Linked DNA regions of Mus musculus: region 2 is linked to region 1. Evidence: chromatin contacts called from public Hi-C data. All regions are on one chromosome and are shown on one strand. Each heading gives the region's core, a stretch centred on a gene start, on an enhancer-like site or on the middle of the called end of the contact. The rest is flanking DNA. Distances are from core to core; before and after follow the strand shown.

Region 1 (6,189 bases), core at 404-2,903:
TACAAAAGCACAAGTAACTGAAGTGTGAGTGTGCGGGCTTGGGAAGAGGAAGATATCATTGGAACTTTATGGTAGCTGTTTCATTTGTATAAAGAAAGCTGCCTTTCACTTTGTTTCATTTATTGTTTACCTAACTTCATTGCTAATGTGCTGTCTTTCATATTCATGGAAATTGTTTTGGGCAACAGAAGACTTAATCATTAATTCAAAATGCATCAGACACATTTTCCCTGAATCTTGAATTGGGGTCTTTCGTAGTATGTTTACAACGTGTTTCATATTGTGATGTATTCACCATTTCACAGCCCTTTCCTATATGGGCATCTACATCATATAATTACAAAATAGCTTTTGTTTTATCTTAAGGAAAAGAATGAAACAAAGTAACTTCATACATAGTTATGAGTCTAGAATATTTGTAGATCATCTGGTAGTTATAGGTGAAGAAAAAGAGATCTTTTCAAAGATACAGGAGTGGGAAATAAAAGCACTGTACAAAATAAAAAAAGACCCTTGATAAAAGTCATGGGTATCTGTGTGTGGATGAGTGTGTATTCAAACAGACATCTCATCCTCCACTGGATGATATTGTGTTCTTCTGCGGATTCTTATGAATTCCTAATTGTACTCTTTTTATTGTGATAGAAGTCCACATAACACAAGATCTACTGGTTTAACAAGTTTTGTGTGCAGTATAGTATTATTGGGTACAATGGTTGCACAGCAGATCTTTAGAACCTTGCCGTCTTGCAAGGCTGATTGTGGTAGTCATTGGACAGTAGCTCTGAAACACACCTTCTACCCAGTTCCTGACAAATGCCATTTTACTTGCTGCTACTGTTGAGTTTTGCTACTTCCAAAACAAATTCTGGAATTTGTTATCGGTAACTGCCTTGTTTTACTTAACATAGCAACCTCCAGGTCCTCCAGTGTTGGCAATTGCAGGGTTCCTCTGTTTTTCTAACCTGAGTAATACTCCATTGTACTATATACATCACATTTTCCATATCTATTCACCATCCGTTCATCATTCAGATAGGTTGTTTTCACATCTTGGCTTTGTGCTAATGTTACAGTGGATGTGGAAGTGTGGTTTTATTTCTTTGATATTATGAGATCATTCATTTTGGGCAGCTGTCTAGACAGATTTGTTAGAGCATATGTTTGCTCTATATTTGGTTTTGGTGTGTGTTGTATGTATATAGTGTTCATGTAGGTGTGGGTATACTTATCTGTAGGCTAGAGGGAGATACTGCTGTCCTATTCTAGTACTCTCTGCCTTATTCCACACTAGCAATCCCTGAAATCTAAGCTCTCAACAATTTGGAAGTTACATATGTGTGTGACTACCTTTCCTGTTTACTTGTCTGGTGGGGATTTGACCTCAGGTCTCATGATTGTACAGTCAGTATTATTACACAGGGCTAGCTTCCCATTCTTGGTTGTTTTAATTTTAATTGTTTTGAGGAACCTTTGTAGTATTTTCCATAAAGGCAGTACCATTATGCTTCTGTCAGTAGTACAGAAGGATTTTTAAAGATGCATTTTTTGCTAGGCATAGAGGCACATGCCTTTAATCTCAGCTTGGGAGATAGAGGCAGGTGGATCTCTGAGAGTTTGAGGTCAGAGTGATCTACACAGAGAGTTCCTGAACAGTCTTTTTTGAAAGAGTTCCTGTTTCAAAAAAGATAAATATTTATCTATGTGTATGCACACATGTGCACACACACAAATGGGTTTGAATGCCTGCAAAGGCCAGAAAAGAAAATTAAATCCTCTGGAGGTGGAATTGCAGATGGTTTTGTACTGCCTGCTAAATGTGGGTACTTGGAATTGAATTCTGGTCCTCTGCAAGAGTAGCAAGTACTTCTAACTACCTCTAACCTGTAGAAGGATTTTACTTTATCCTCATGCCACTAACAGTTTATTATTATTTTTTTGTTTATATGTGTGCCATGCTTCTGGCCATGTGTGCAGGTGTGGATTCCAGAAACAGGGTACAGTATCTTCTGACTTGTCTCTTCACTGACCTGGAGGTGGTCAGCCAGTAGTGAGCTCTAAAGACCCATATCTCTCTGCCTGCTATGCTGGAATTATAGACACTGAAATGACTTTATCAATTTCAATGTTCCTTCCCTCCTTTCATATTCATCTCATGAATATGAAAGACAGCATTTATAAAATGTCATAAAGGTGTTTGTGCAAATCCATACTTTTTTCTGTTATTTTACTTCAGCCTGAAAACCTTCTAGTAGTAGTTTAGATTTGTGGTCTGTGAGTCCAGGACTATGGTTGTTTTTCATCCTGTTCTTGCATGATGTCATTTCATTGTCTTCTGGCACTCGCTGCTTCTCATGAGAAGTTGGTATTTCCTTGAATCATTTTCCTTTTATGAAATACTTTTTTCTGCCTGTAGTAACATTTTCCTCTTTGCATTTTGATTGCCATAGGCATGGGTATAGTTAGTTTATAATTCTGCACAGAGATTGCTGAACTTGCTGGGTTTGTAAGTTGATCTTTTTCATTGATTTGGAGAAAAGCCTACCAGCTCCACCCCAACTCTTCAGCTGATCTACTTTGGTGTGTTTAGACCTGTTAGTATTACCTAGCTTAAATTTCTGCATTTCTCCTTTAATTTTATTTATGTTCCGTTTATATATTTTTATATATACCACTTATTTGCTGTTCTACTCATTATTAAGCTTTTCCAGTGCATATTTCTTTCAAATAACATGTTACTATATTCCTGAATTCCATTTTAGGTAATTCTTCCTGCAAAAATGTGTCCATTTATTGTTACTATTTTTTCCCTAAAAAGTGTTTGAACAATTACAATAGCTGCTTTAAAATTCCATTCTGCTTATTCAGACAGTGGTGTGGGTCACTTCTTTCCTAGACTCATATTACATTCTCATTTCTCTACATAGCTAGCAAGTTTTTTCATACAATTTTTGAAAATGTAGATGAAAATTTGTTGAAATTTTTATTTTTGTTAATTTCTGTAGTTCTGTTTTGCTCTGGAAAGTAGTTACCTTTATTGGTTGGCTTTCTTAAGACTGAACCTTACGCTTTATCAGAACAGTTCTGTGACAGCCCAAATTATGTCCCAAGCCCCTTAATTAGCATCTCTGTGGTTCCTAGTAGCTGAAATCTGTGCTAGACGAATTTAGTATTTCAGCTTGTACTTACTTTCCTTTGGGTTCCTTAGTATGTTTCCCGTGCTTCATTCTTCAGAGATTAGCCAAAGATTTGGGGAAGAGATAATGTAAGTTTTTGGACCTTCTGTTTAATTTGTACTTTTTATTGACCTCAATTGTTAATCATATTGTATTCTCCAATTCTCTTTTCTTTTTCAGTAAGCCAGTGTAATACAAAAAATTAATGTCCTCAGTGGACAGACCTGTAGATTAGGATCTTATCCAGTAACTGACTTTGCTTTTTGTTTTTGGCCTCTTCCCCCCACTCCATCCCCCATTTATAAGATCTCTTCCAGTTTTTTTTTTAATTCTTTTTATTAGTTTTTTGGGCCTGATTATTTATAATACTTATTTTCAAAGAAATTGCTCAAATATTTGTCTGCTATTATCTAAAAGAACCATGGTTCTTTTTTTTTTTTTTTTAAATAGTACTTTGGTAACTTCTTGCTGTTCAGTTTTTGTGATGTGATCAATTCTCCTCTACTCTGATTTAATTTATGCCTCAGTATATCTTTCTAATGGGTCTCTTAGTTTCATGGATTTGCAGATCGATGACTTCTGCTATCAGTACCTAAGACGATGCTAAATAAGCTGATCCCTATGTAGTCTTGTTATACTTTAGGAGACTGCTAAGGGACTCTGAGGAAGGTTTGCCTTTTGTGTTACTTGTTTTTATGTTTCAGATAGTACTATGGTTTTTAAAAATTATAAGGACATTTATCATGATTTACCTTTTTAAGTTTTGGAATGTACAACACAGTAATGCATTTACCACTCTTAATTGGTGGCATGAATCTGGGAGAGCAGGGCCTAAAAATGAGGTGGACTAAAGTCTCATGCAGTAGGCAACTTTGATTCAGAGCATCAGACAGTTTATACTCTAATGGTTAAGAAGAGTCACACGAATAAAGTTTATAACTACAAGTACAAGCCATGTGTAGCAAAAACGTGTTTTTCCATAGAAGTATATGAATAACAACAGGTGAAGTATTCTTAAACCTATCCTTTGCACCTAGGAGGAGCACAAAGACGCATTCTAAGAACAGTTCTGTGTTTTGAAGAAACTCAGGTCACGAGACATGTTTTCTTTGAGTTTTTCTCACAAGCACTCAGAATTCTCACACAACTCCATTCTTGGACTGTGTTATGACAGTAGTGTACTGTCTAGAATTCCATTTAACATAAAGGTTTCCTTTCTCTTTTATCCTAGACCTTAGCTTCTACTTTGTGCTTCTGTGAGTTTGACTATCACAGACAGGTCACATAAACAGTTTCAAGTACTATTTGTGTTTTGGTGTGGGGGGGGTTATTTTACTGCCATTATGTCCTCTAGGTTTTTTTCAGTATTGTCTCCTGTGACAAAATTCCTTCTTTGCCAATGGTCTAGGTTCAATAACCCCCATGTATATTAGAGTTTTCAGTTTGTCACCTATTTACTACTAGGTCTGTCTCTCCCTGCCTCACATGAGTGCAGGGCTGGGACCCAGAAATGGTGTACACCAAACTACATCTCTATCTTGATTTATATTTTGGCTGTTGTAATAACTGCAGTGAATTTGAGGAAGCACATATCTTTTTGATGCCACAGTTTAGTTTTGTACAGATAGTCAAATGTTAAGAGGTTTTCTGTTTTTAAAAATATTTTACTTTTTAGTCAAGTAAATGTGTGTGTGACTGTATGTGGACGTGTGCAGGTGAGCAGAATGCAGGTGCTTGGGTAGGTCACAGACATGGAGTCCCCTGGAGATGAAGTTACAGGGGGTTGTGAGTTGTTTACGTGGGTGTTGGGGTTTGAAGTTGGTTCTTAGGGACAGTGGAAAGCAAGTACATGCTATTAATGATGAGCCATCTCTGCAGCCTGATTTTCTATTGTTTGAGGAGTTACATAGTTTTCGGCCTCATGTAGAGTAGGTCTTTTATGGATTTTGACTTGAGATTTATATGGGAGGTTGCAGTCTACTCTCTGTTTTGAGCAAATACTCAGCCTCCCAGTTGTTGAGATAGTTGTTTCTAACGGTGACATTCACTTGATGTTTCCATCTCTGTTTTTCCTCTGGATGGTTTCTCAGTTTCTTTCATTAGTTTTCTTACTTTCTTTTTGGGTACCAAAATCTGAACTCAGTTGTACATGTTTAGATTTGTTTGTATCACACATCTGTTCTAGAAAATACTCCATACCAAATACCGGACAGGATTGCATGTTATTGCTACTGTTGGTGTGATGTGACATGTGTATGTAAAAGTCTGTTTGATTTGTAGTGTTGATACATTGTAAAGCTTTAGTAGTGTTAATTTTTGGACCATTTTACAAGTCTTAGGGTTTGGTTAGGAAGGCAACTTGTATATATGTAACTGAAAAAGCCTTAGGAAAATAGTTTTAGAATTCACTGATAGAGGTTCAATTGTTTCATTTAAAAATATTAATGATTTTGAGATGAGGTTTCACTATGTATTCCTGGTTTTTCTGGAGCCAGATCCATTTAACAGGTTGGTCTTGAAGTCAGAGGTATCTGCCTGCCTCTGTCTCCCTAGTGCTCATAATTAAATGCATGTCTCACCGTTTTTATGTTTTATATGATCTTTATTTATTTTAAAAAACATTCTGCCTACCCTGTAAAGGATTTTTATACCTTTTCCTAGACAGCTATATTATCCTTTCTGTTATTACCTGCCTTGGTGATTTTGAGAATTAGACTGTTTATTATGTCTATTACTAGCCCATGTCTTCACACTGCATTTAATGAGGAATATTATTCCTTAATGCATTCTCTCATTCATGGTCTTCTGGATTGTTTCCAGTTTTAGCTGTTCTTTGCATTTCTTCATGAAAAAGACTCCTGTAGGGCATATTTTTGCCTTTTTATTTTTTGAAGGTATAATTTTGTTTAGAATATATGAATATCTTTTAAGAGAGTGCCAGTTTCAGAATGTATCAGTTTATTGCCCCCACTGGCAATAGTTAGGATTTGAGTTGCAGATCATAGTTTTGTCA
Region 2 (5,811 bases), core at 658-3,157, 100 kb before region 1:
ATTTGATGCCAAGACTTTGCAGTGAGGGATTTGAAGTCATTTGAAGAAGGGGACTGCAGAAAGAAGTTTTTTGAGGACCCAGAAAATGTCTGTGAATTATTCCTATCCGTTCCCGGGCTACCACGGAATGTCTCAGAAGATGATAAAATCCTCACTTTTCAAAAAGCACCCTCCAGGCAGGACTTTTTCTGTTGCTGGCCATGTTGTTGCTAGCCTGATCTTTTCTACTAATGCAGAAGCTAAAACTTGTTTTACAAATGTGAATGCTTAGGTTTAAAACACCCGAAAGGGAGACTTCACTCTCCCTCATATCCTTTATCTTCTTTCCTACCCTACTAGATTCAGTCAGACATAAAAGGCAGAAAGCCCCTCTCCCTTCCCCCAGAGTCTTTAACCTCAGCTCAAGCTCAGGGTAGTTGGCTTTCTCTTCCCTGGGACCTCGTCTGTTCCAGAAGGTTCTTCACTTAGCCAGTACACAGGTTTCTGGAGCCTTGCCTATCATAGGTTACATAGGCAAACATGTCTGAAAACCTCTGTCACAGCTTAGCCTCAAGTGGGGAGCCCACCCACAGCACTGTTTTGTACCTAATGGTGCTCCGTAGCACTGAAGCAGAAATATTGTAGTCAGAGCATGTGGAAATGGCTAGGACATAGGCATGGGAGAGGGTCTGAGAGTACAATTAGCGTTGACTAGATTATATATATATTTTATTATTAGATATTTTCTTTATTTACATTTCAAATGTTATCCCTCTTCCTGGTCTCCCTCTGAAATCCCCCTCCCCTTATTCCCTCCTTTATTATAATTCTTATAAAAACCACACAGTACTTACTAGATAACTCTACCTATAGTTTCTATGTGTACATTAGATTGAACGGAGAAGATGAGACGATAGGCAGATGGTCAAGTGGCTTTCTCTCATAGAATTTTCCCTTTAGTGCCTTTCAACGGTATCATTTTCCCACACCCCCTAAAAACTAAACCTTCTATATTTTCAGTTGGTTCTTTTAGTTTATTTTTATAACACTCCTTGAGACAGGGAGAGTAGCAGGATAGTTTTATTTAACTTGCCAAGAAGCAAGACACAAAGAGATGATCTGACTTGGCCACCATCCCAGAGGGCATCTATGGCAGAGCCAGGATGGTCTTTTAGTCCTCGGGGCTCTTGGGCTTTTGTTCTGATGTCTCTGCATATAATTGTTTTGATAGCAATTTCTCTGCTTCTCTCTCACTAGCCTAATCACGTGTGTCAATCATATTCAAGAACATCAAGGGCCTAAGGGTCAGCCACAGTCTCAAGAGAAACAGAATCAAAAGGAGAAAATAAGGCATTTTCTTTTTCAAATGTGTTTGTCAGTCGTGGACTCATAATCTGACAGGGTATGCAGGAGGAAGTTGAGGACCTCCGCCCTAGGCTGTAGCTAGAATAGGCTCTATTAGGCTTTCTGTCTACAGCTTAAACCAAGTGAGCAAGAACCCTCAAGGGGATCAATGGGTTCTCCACCCAGCCCCTGAAGAACCAGGAAGGAAGTCCTCTTTTCCTTCCTCTTCATAGATTCACCCCTGTAGCGTCCCTGTACAGTCTCGGGATGTACAAGTGTGGTGGAGAGCACGTGCAAACCTCCTACCCTTGGCCATCTTGCTCCACTTCACTTTCACTTTACAGAGCTGAATCCTGGGGCCCAGGAGCGCTGCGCCCAGGAAAAGGCCACTGGACACAAGGCGACCTCCGTGCTCGGACCCCGGAGTGCGCGTGCGCGCGGGCCTCGAGCCGCGCCCGCGCGGGGAAGCCCCGGGGCTAATCTCCTGCCACTCATCCTTGGGGACGCTGGCGCCCGGGCCACAGCGCCTGGAGCCTCGCGCCGGGGCCCAGCTGGGCCGCACGCGGAAGGACAAATAGTCCCGACGGCTGCTGCTCCGCGCGCCCCTCCGAGACCGCGCTCGCCCCGCCCGAGCAGCCCGGCCTCGGCCTCGGGCGGCGGGAAGTGGGCGGCCGCTCGACCCCCCGCTCCTCCCTCTGGGGCCTGGCGGGTGTACGAAGCTCCTCAGGGAAAAGTAATTGGATTCCGGGCTCAGCGCTGCCGGGAACGGCGGAAAGCCGCAGCTGAGGCTGCAGCGCGTGGGCGGAGGAGGGCGCGGCGGGGGAGGGAAGGGTGCAGACGCCGCTGGGCTCTCCCGCGCCCCGGCGACCTGGCCGGGGCAGGCTGCGGCGGAAAGCCGGCGGCCGCGGGGAAGGGCAAGCACGCTTGCCCCAGGGGCCCCCGAGTGCGACGTCCTCACGCCTTTCCCAGGCTCCACCTAGTCTGTGGAGCACACCTGGCTGATGACACCCGCCCAAAGAAACGTTTGGGAAAGCTGAAGTCTGTCAGCATCCCCCAGGGTTTCCCTCCAAGCTCTGATGTGCAGCTGAGGTGGAAGAAGAGCCTTTCTTTCATCCAGTATGCAAGTGGAGAATTCCTCTCCTTCACGAATGTCACAGGGAACACAGTAGGAAAGTACCTCAAGTCTTTCCTTTGGTGACAGACTCCCCCAAAGTTCCCTTTCCCCTGAGAAGATGGATCACAAGTGGGAGCCTTAAAGAGGGTTTATTGTTTTCTGCTTCTCCCCTCCTGAAATGGTAGGAAAGTTCCAGAACTTGTAAATGACTAACTTTGCAGCTCTTTTGTGGTATATGGGTTTTTTTTTTCTTTTTCTTTTTCTTTTAATTCCCTTTACTACATCTCACACAACTCACTAGGCTTTTATAGAGGAATTTCTCATGTACCAGGCTCTATTCTGCTTACCAGGGACATAACAGTGAATAAGCCCAAACGCTCTGGGCTCTTGGACTTTGTTACAGGCGATGAGACAGACACACCGTTGAGTGTCGTGTGATGTTAAGTGCTATGAAACAAACAATACTGCAGGGCAAAGGAGGCTACAGGTAGAAGACATGTGCAGTGTTAGCTTAGACGAGTTGATTTAGAGAGAGATTTCTGAGGAAGTGTGCTTACAGCAGGTCTGAATGAAAGAAATTAGACAAGCAAAACATACCTAGACAGGTAACTTCCCGGATTGAGGAAGGACAAATCCAAAGGCTCTGAAGCCCGGAAAAGTCGAGTGAACACTTAGCAAGTAGTGAGGAGGCCGACATGATCGCTGCTCTGAGCACCTACAGTTGGAAATGAGGGTAGAGGCTCAGGGCCATAGAGATCAATGGTATTAAGGGCCTCAGGTTGCTTTTAGATTTTGAAAATTTTTATGTATATAAGTGTTTTGCCTGAGCCGGGCAGTGGTGGTGCACACCTTTAATTCCAGCACTTGGGAGGCAGAGGCTGGCAGATTTCTGAGTTCTAGGCCAGCCTGGTCTACAGAGTGAGTTCCAGGACAGCCAGGGCTACACAGAGAAACCCTGTCTCGAAAAACCAAAAAAAAAAAAAAAAGTATTTTGCCTGAAGGCAATGTATATATGTACATGCAGAGGTCAGAAGAGAGTGTTGAAGCCCCTCAAACTCGAGTTATAGATAGTTGATTGAGTCACTATATAGGTCCTGGAAGCTGAACCTAGGTCCTCTGCAAAAGCAACGAGTACTCCCTACCCCGACCCCTGCTTTTAATGTGAAACTTTTGGAGAGTTTTATGCTCTGAGTTTCCAATCTCTCTCCTTCTCCATCAGACACTAGGATTGCCTTGGCTGGTCTGAAACTCTGCATATCAGGCTGGCCTTGAACTCACAGAGACCCCCCTGCTCCTGCCTCCTGAGCACCGGGATTAAGGTGTGTGCCCCCATGCCTAGCTGTTGTGGTTGTTTACCTCAACTTTAGTTCATCACCATTCTAACATATCCTACCTTCTCCGTGATTGCAACAGGTCAAAAACTAATCTTGCTGTCTTTGTAAAATTTATATAACTCCTTTCTCAATAATACCAGCTCGATCTATGCCACCCACACTAAAATGTTTGTCATTGTCAACGCACTATTTCTTCTTCCTTATTTTACCTGGCCTGTTGTTAGGACCTTTAGTGTATCACCAGAAGTACCTCATATCAAATTCCTTCGTGTATCTCCACTTCATGCTTTTTGCCTAAGACCTTGAACATTGCCAGCCAGGATCAGTTCAACCGTCTTTTTATGGTCTCTCCGACTCCCTTTTCTCTCTGTTCCAATGTAACTTGCCAGAATAATTGCTCACTTTTAGCACATCTCTTCATGCCCAGATAGCTTTATGGGTATATTTTCTCTTGCATTAAATTTAAACTCTGGTGACTGACTTTCAAGCTTGTCCTCCAGTCGGGGTTCTTTCTGTCTTTGACCCACTCTTCAGCCTGTCTCCTCAGTAGGTTAGATGTGCCCACCAAGTACCTTCCTGTTCATTTACTTCTTTGTATGTGTCTATGCATCTACCCTTACGTAACCTAGCATTTAACTCATTTGGATGTTATAAATGATGGAAATATAACTTAAATTTGCTTAGATAGGAAGAGGAATCTTATTGGCTTCTGATCCTACAGTGAAATACCCGAGACTGCCTAACCTAAGTGGTTCTCAACTTTCCTAATGCTGCAACCCTTTATAGATTCCTCCTGTTGTGGTGACCCCCAACCATACATTTTTTTTGTTGCTGCTTTGTAACTGTAATTTTGCTAGTGTTATGAATTGTAATGTAAATATCTGGTATGCAGGATATTTGATGTTTGAACTCTGTAAAAGGATTGTTTGACATCCCCCCCCCCCCCACACACACACAAAGGGTTATGACCCACAGGTTGAGAATCACTGGTCTAACTGCTTAAGAACAGAAGTTGTTGACCAGGCGTAGTGGCGCATGCCTTTAATCCCAGCACTCTGGAGGCAGAGGCAGGCGGATTTCTGAGTTCGAGGCCAGCCTGGTCTACAAAGTGAGGTCCAGGACAGCCAGGGCTATACAGAGAAACCCTGTCTCGAAAAACCAAAAAAACAGAAGTTGTTGAGTTTCAAGTCATGGCATCTGTGTCAGCTGAGTCCTGGTAAGGGCTCTCAGCTGTCAGTTCATCGCTATGACAACAGTGGAAATGTGGGCAAAAGCAAGTAGCCACATCTGGATGTAGGCAGCTGGAGAAAGGCTGGGTGGGGCCAGGCTCCTGCTTTTATAGGAAAACTTTCCAGAAATCTAACCAAGGTCCCATGAAAAACACGTAAATCTCTTTCAGGCAAGGGCATACTCTCTGTTGCCTTAAGAACCTCTCACTTGGTCTCACCTCCTAGTAAGTTCCATAGTACTTCCTGAAACACTACCCTGGGGCTGAGCGTTCCAACACACAGATTGTTAGGGAACATAGAAACCATAGCAGGAATTTATTGGCTCATATCACTGAAATGGTCAAGAGTGTTAGACATGGCTTGCGAAAGCATTCACATTATGTCACCAAGATTTAATTTCTTGAATTCTGACTCTTCACAGATGAGTATCCAGCAGTTCTAGATTGACAGCAGCCTTGAAACATCAGGATGTGTCTTCCTATCTCAGTCCCTGTTGCCTAGAGAATGACATGCTTAGATTGGTCTAAAGTGACTGGCAAACCTATTCTGGACATGTGAGTCTGTCAGGAGTGCACAAATGACACAAGATGATGTCACTTGAAATAACAGTAGCATAGTTATGAGAGAAATGTGGATATGTTTTTAGTAACAGCAGATAAACTGTATGTTCCCCTGATGTCTCATGTATATATTCCAAAAATAAATGCAGCAACAGTATTTTCGTTTTTCTTTTGTTAATTTTGTGATTATATTTATGTACAGAAAACTTAGGAGTATTCATTTAACCCAGTTTAGTGGCGAGTTCTTTAGC

What was found. Hi-C and Micro-C count contacts between places; a contact is called where the count stands out from the background.
Region 2: a contact with region 1 is called in a Hi-C map of CD8 T cells, with 2.4 times the contacts expected there. The contact joins two enhancer-like sites. A contact is called at or near these places in 3 of 39 promoter capture datasets (the C10 cell line, the HPC-7 cell line and liver), 1 of 484 Hi-C or Micro-C datasets (CD8 T cells) and 1 of 115 datasets of contacts at active chromatin or transcription factors (embryonic stem cells).

The regions. Positions count from the first base shown.
Region 1 is chr9:72,025,940-72,032,128 of GRCm38.p6, reverse strand. All of the region lies in intron 3 of Tcf12 (transcription factor 12), which reads left to right. Among named protein-coding and RNA genes, the nearest start is that of Tcf12, 83 kb to the left of the region's middle. Within about 2 kb of position 1,653, at least 17 of the 459 cell types and tissues checked have an H3K27ac peak or open chromatin away from gene starts, as enhancers often do. A contact at or near this core is called in CD8 T cells, where this site is marked.
Region 2 is chr9:72,129,362-72,135,172 of GRCm38.p6, reverse strand. It overlaps the pseudogene Gm7863. Among named protein-coding and RNA genes, the nearest start is that of Tcf12, 20 kb to the right of the region's middle. Within about 2 kb of position 1,907, at least 339 of the 459 cell types and tissues checked have an H3K27ac peak or open chromatin away from gene starts, as enhancers often do. A contact at or near this core is called in CD8 T cells, where this site is marked.